2 separate regions of the Danio rerio genome follow, and region 2 is linked to region 1. The links are chromatin contacts, called in public Hi-C maps. All regions are on one chromosome and are shown on one strand. Each heading gives the region's core, a stretch centred on a gene start, on an enhancer-like site or on the middle of the called end of the contact. The rest is flanking DNA. Distances are from core to core; before and after follow the strand shown.

The links. Hi-C and Micro-C count contacts between places; a contact is called where the count stands out from the background.
Region 2: a contact with region 1 is called in a Hi-C map of an unstated tissue, with 2.1 times the contacts expected there. The contact joins the promoter of cstf1 here to the promoter of phf2 in region 1.

The regions. Positions count from the first base shown.
Region 1 is chr11:29,799,009-29,801,866 of GRCz12tu, reverse strand. phf2 (PHD finger protein 2) reads left to right here and starts at 1,352. Exons shown (of 22, transcript NM_001202418.1): 1 at 1,352-1,872. The coding sequence starts at 1,775.
Region 2 is chr11:29,933,551-29,936,408 of GRCz12tu, reverse strand. cstf1 (cleavage stimulation factor, 3' pre-RNA, subunit 1) reads left to right here and starts at 1,376. Exons shown (of 6, transcript NM_001328559.1): 1 at 1,376-1,424; 2 at 1,752-1,941. The coding sequence starts at 1,773. eif4g3a (eukaryotic translation initiation factor 4 gamma, 3a) reads left to right here. Exons shown (of 34, transcript XM_689398.10): 34 at 1-75.

The sequences.
Region 1 (2,858 bases), core at 103-2,602:
AGGGGTGTACTTATATATGCTGAGCACTGTATGTGTACATTAATTTTGATGGTCAGATTTCCGGCCTATTTTATTCTGAATTATACAATTTTACCAATTTTTTTGTTGTATAAAAATGAAATTTTCAAAGTGTAATAATTGTGAATATGCTCCAAATTAAATATGGAAATCCTAATAGAAACTTGCATTATTATTTAATTGCAGTCATGCTGTGAGCACAACGTATAAAATTGATTTTATTTACAAATTTGTGTCAAGTCTAAGATGATTTTATGGGCATATACAATATTATAAAAAGTATTTTTATATTAGTAGTAGGAATATATTGAATACAGTATTGATATGACAAACTATTTGTTTAACTGGTAATCTTTAACAAAATTAAGGCTTTATCATTGTGATATCTGATGGAAAATACCAAAACTGTGTAATTGGTACATTGCCCAAATCTACTATTCATTTGCAGTTATATAGCTTTACCTTGTCTCAGAGCTTCTGTTTAATATCTATATATGTTTATTAATAATTGCAACTGATGTAATTTCTCTCTTGTGTGTGTATAAGCTATTTATAGTCCATTTTAATGTCGTAATCTTCTCTGCCATCGAACATTTCCTGCTTGTTCTCATACTATATCATAATTGTAACAAGAGGCAATGCAATCATTTTTCATGTTAAAACAACTACCATAGCAGTAGTTATCAATATGTGGCTATTTTTGGATTCTTGGAAGCTATGGAAATGAAAAATGTAAACAGGAAATACATTAGGGTCATTGTTTACATTCCTCAAAGTGGTCTATATGTATTACTTGTTAATAATTCCTTAATAATAGTTAATAATTACTTTATATATATATATATATATATATATATATATATATATATATATATATATATATATATATATATATATATATTGCTTAAGTCATTTATTCTATAAAAAAATAATTATACAGTATGCACTAAACGTTTTTCATATATATATATATATATATATATATATATATATATATATATATATATATATATTACTTATAAATAGTTCCTTAATATTAGTTAATAATTACTAATATATATATATATATATATATATATATATATATATATATATATATATATATATATATATATATATATATATATATATATGTCATTTCTTCAAAAAATAAATAAATAAATATTTGCACTAAAAGTTTTTCACAGGATAAGTTCTGTCACTTTTGCTTTTAGTTTGCAATATATCTATAGTTAAAAATACAGAGCTCGTCCAGTTTTGAAGTAGCCCTCGGTGCTTTTAATCCTATCGCTCGTATGCCTTATAACCGCATGAGCCCTTATTAACGTGTCACAGACTCTGCTGCAGCTGCTTCGACGGTCGGCTGGAGATCCTGCCGGTGGATTTTCGTCTTTCTCTCGTCCCGGGAAACCCTAAGAAGCAGCCGCAGCGTTTAATGAGCTCCATTCATCTGGACCAGCATGACCGAGGCGATTTTTCCCGTCTTGTAGACTGACGTAACAATATTACAATGAAAGGATGCATTTTCTTGGGCTTCACGAGAGTCTCGGAGCTCGTATAGTCACCAGGGGGCATGAACACGTCAATGCAGCGCGGGAAACATTTTAACATCGCAACGTTGTAACGTCGGATCTGAGGAACGGTCGAATGGACGCAGGAGCAGCTCCGCGGCTCTTCGTATCGCTGTAGTTTGTGTTACGGGAGGTTCCTGCTGCCCCCATCCATCTCTCCGGCTGTTGTTGTGAATTGATCTAACATGGCGACTGTACCCGTGTATTGCATCTGCAGATTACCTTACGACGTAACCCAGTTTATGATCGAATGCGACGCCTGCAAAGACTGGTTTCACGGCAGGTAACCGCATTATTTCGTTCAACTATTTAAGTGTGGGTTTGGATGGAAGCGTTTTGCTCGCGTGCGCACATTTTGTATTGCTCCGAAGAGCGAGGGCCGCTTGAAGAAGAAGGCGGAGTTATATTTAGCTGGCTCGGTTGACACATTTTTGTGAACGCTACAAAAAGATTTGCTAATTCGTAAAGACATTTCGATGTTTTTTTGTGCGATGTGAGCTCGATATGCGTGCATCGCGCGCTTCGGTCGCGTCTCAGACTGGACGCTGTCGTAGTAGAGAGCCGAGTGGGTGTCTGCGAACCCGAGTGGCTTTTCTTTTACACATTTTACGTTCCTTTATGCGCCCTATTCGTTCCGTATCAGTGCTAAAACTGGCTTTGAAATGTGTTAAAACTGTCTCTGTCCGTTCTGGTGTCTGCTAGATGAATAATAGGCTGAATATGAGCCAGACGTTGCAGATTTCAGAGTCCCTCTGCACATTTTTTTAAAACCTGTATGACATCTAGCCATTATCACAGACCGTATTCATCATCATGGTCAAAACCAGTAAGTTCAGATTTATTCGCCCTGTGTGTATGTGTGTGCTGCGAAGCATCGCTGACAGCAGCGCGTAGTCGTAGCAAATGAGTTCAACCCGATCCAATAATGGGAGTCGATCTGTTATTTGTGGGTTTGATCTGAAATTCCCCCCCGCTGATTGTTTTGTTTTCGGAGCGCGAGCGAAATTAGCGCCAGAAACGCGTTTTAATTCTGTTCCGCGAATGTAAACAAAGAACAAGCGTTCCACTTCACTGACTGATACATTTACGCGCGTTTAATTTTAACCCTTTAACGAGCCCAGCGATCGTTACAGTTCATTCGCGGAGTCTGGGATGTGAGAATTACAGGACGACTGTTGTTCAACTGGCTAAAAGAGTGTGACTGTTTAACACGCGCGCGACGCCTTGTAAATAGTCTCGTTCTCATTGTCAGACTGAGTTCGCGGTTTA
Region 2 (2,858 bases), core at 127-2,626, 130 kb before region 1:
TCTTGTAATGAAGACCTGCAGAGGACGTGTAAAACTTGTAAATACATTAAAGAGACAAAAAATGAGATTTAAAAATGAACACGATGCTTGTGCTGTTTGTTTTCGGAGGAAGGAATATAATTGTTGCGGTCTCTGTGTTCTGGATGTCCAGCTTAAACAGACGATTTGCTCTCTACCTTATTGGTGTTCAAATGGTAATAATTCATTCATTTTCCGTCAGCTTAGTCCCTTTATTTATTAGGGGTTGCCACAGCAGAATAGACCGCCAATTATTCCAGCATACGTTTTACTCAGCGGATTCCCTTCCAGCTGCCACGCAGTACTGGGAAACATCCATACACACTCATTTCCACACATACACACAATTTAGTTTATTTAATTTACCTATAGCGCATGTCTTTGGACTGTGAGGGAAACCGGAGAACCCAGAGGAAACCCACACCAACACTGAAAGAACATGCAAACACAAAAACGAAAATTGACCTCACTGTGAGGCGACAGTATTAACTACTGAGCCATCATGTCGCCCCAAATGGTAATAATAATAATTTATAATATTTTTTGATTATAAAAATGATGAGGAAAAGACAACATTCAATTTGTTTTACTTTTAAAGCTCATAATATTTGCCCAAGAATTTCATAAATAAGTACAATTTAAATAGTGAACAAATTTCAAAACTTACAAATATTATAAGTTGTTGATAAGAACAAGAATGTTTGCATTTTTAATGTATGTTTGAGGAAATAAAATAATAACAAAAAAAAATATATTACATTTTCCCTAAATATTTGAGCAAAATGATATATGTGGATAAGTAAGCATTTTATAAAAGGTTTTTGGGTTCGGGATATCCATCATGAACAGATAATTGGCTGTTTTTTTCCTCATTTTTGATCAAGGACAAATCAAATAGTAAAAGTCAATAAAAATTTACATCAAATCAGAAAAATACTATTTGATAATATTATAATATAGTGATATGTCATATAGTGATAAGTTCACGTTTTCTTTAATATTTGGGAATCAACTAATTGATGTATAAACAAGAACAATATGAAAAGTGTAAATGTTTGTCAAGAAATCTTGAAAATGTGTTTATTTTCACACAAGTTCTGTCTCCTTTGCCCTTAAATGATACAAAATGCCGTCACTAACGTGTGTCCGTTAATTCAAAGTATATCAACTTAATAATTGATAAGCATATCTGCAGATCAGGTAGGCTATATTAAAATGAAAATTTTATTCGCATTATGTTTTTATATTAATATATTGTCAGTTACAAAGAGAGCATTTACCAAAATTCAATGAAAACCTTTAGTCGAGCTTTTATTTTGACACATTTAGAGACTTTTAATTTAACGGGTTTACGTGTACGTCTTGACGTAAGACGCACAGAACGTGTGCGCACATCCCTTGAAGTGGTAAGTCGTCGATTTTGTGCAACTTTAAATGAATGATACTCACTTTGTATCGTATTTATTGCTCACTTCAAACCTTAATTCTTACTTAACGCAAAAGCAGACACTGGATACATTTTATACGTCGCATGTAATACAAGCTGTTTTATAACGTTAGCTATAAAGATTTAACGTACACAACAATGGCTGTGTTTTGAATCCATGTAACGTTACCTTAAGTTTCATACTTAAACAGCTTTTTAAAACCGCCACCAAGCGTGTTGTCTTGTTAGGCAGCTCGAAAACACAAAACTATCTGCTAACAAGGCGTTTTATCTTCCTCCTCTAAAGTGCAGGCATCAAGCAGTCAAGATGTTTCGACCCAAACCCACACTGAAGGACAGACAGCATCTGTACAAGCTGATCATCAGTCAACTGCTGTATGACGGATACACCAACATCGCCAACAGCCTCATCAGTGAAGTCAAGCCGCAGAATGTGGTTTCTCCATCAGAGCAGCTCATGCAGCTCGCCAAGATAGGTGAGACTCCAGCACGCACAAATAAACCTTCTCACACTTTTAGTCCATTGGGCTAAAGTTGGTGTTATATTCCCACATTTAGATTTTCTCATTAATAAATAGAATTTCAGACAAGTGTTCTTTGCAAATTCTTTTTTCAATACTTTATTTTTATATCTATTTTTTAAGGAAGAAAAAGAAAAATACAAATAATAAATAATGACAAACAAAAAATACAATAACATATCAGAACTTAAATGAATAGTTGACTGGTCACATATTTCCTTACATGAAAAGCATATAAACATACATATATAGATCAGTTTACAATGTGTAAAGGCGTGAGCACAATCAATTTCTCTCAATATTGCACAGGGTTCATACGGTCATGAAAAACCTGCAAAGTCATGAAATTTCGACAATGCACTTTCCAGGCTTGGAAAAGTTTTTGAAAAACCCACAAGGGTCTGTAAAAGTCATGGTCTCCCTGCAGAGTTTTGTTCCAACACTAGTCAAACAAACCTGAACAAACTAATCAGTGTCTTCAAGATCACTTGAACTCTATAGGGAGGTCTGTTTGAATAGGGTTGGAGCTAAACTGTGCAGGACACCGGCCCTCCAGGACCGAGATTGCCCACCCCTGAGCTAGACACACAGCTGAATGCTATTGGTTTACAGAGATGCTTGTGCACAAGCCAGGAGAATGAAAACAAAGGAACCACCATTTTTAAAAACACAGCCAAGACATTGCACCGTACTAATAAATACACATAATAACGAATCATGGTCAATCCAAGCTTAAACAAACCTTGTTGTCGTCTTGATGAACGGCCACAAAGCCAAGAAGAACAAAATCTGCCATGTCCTGTTGTTGTTTTTCGAGCCCGTCTAAAAGTGTGAGCGGTTTCAGTTTCTTCAGAGACCTCACCGCACGTCTA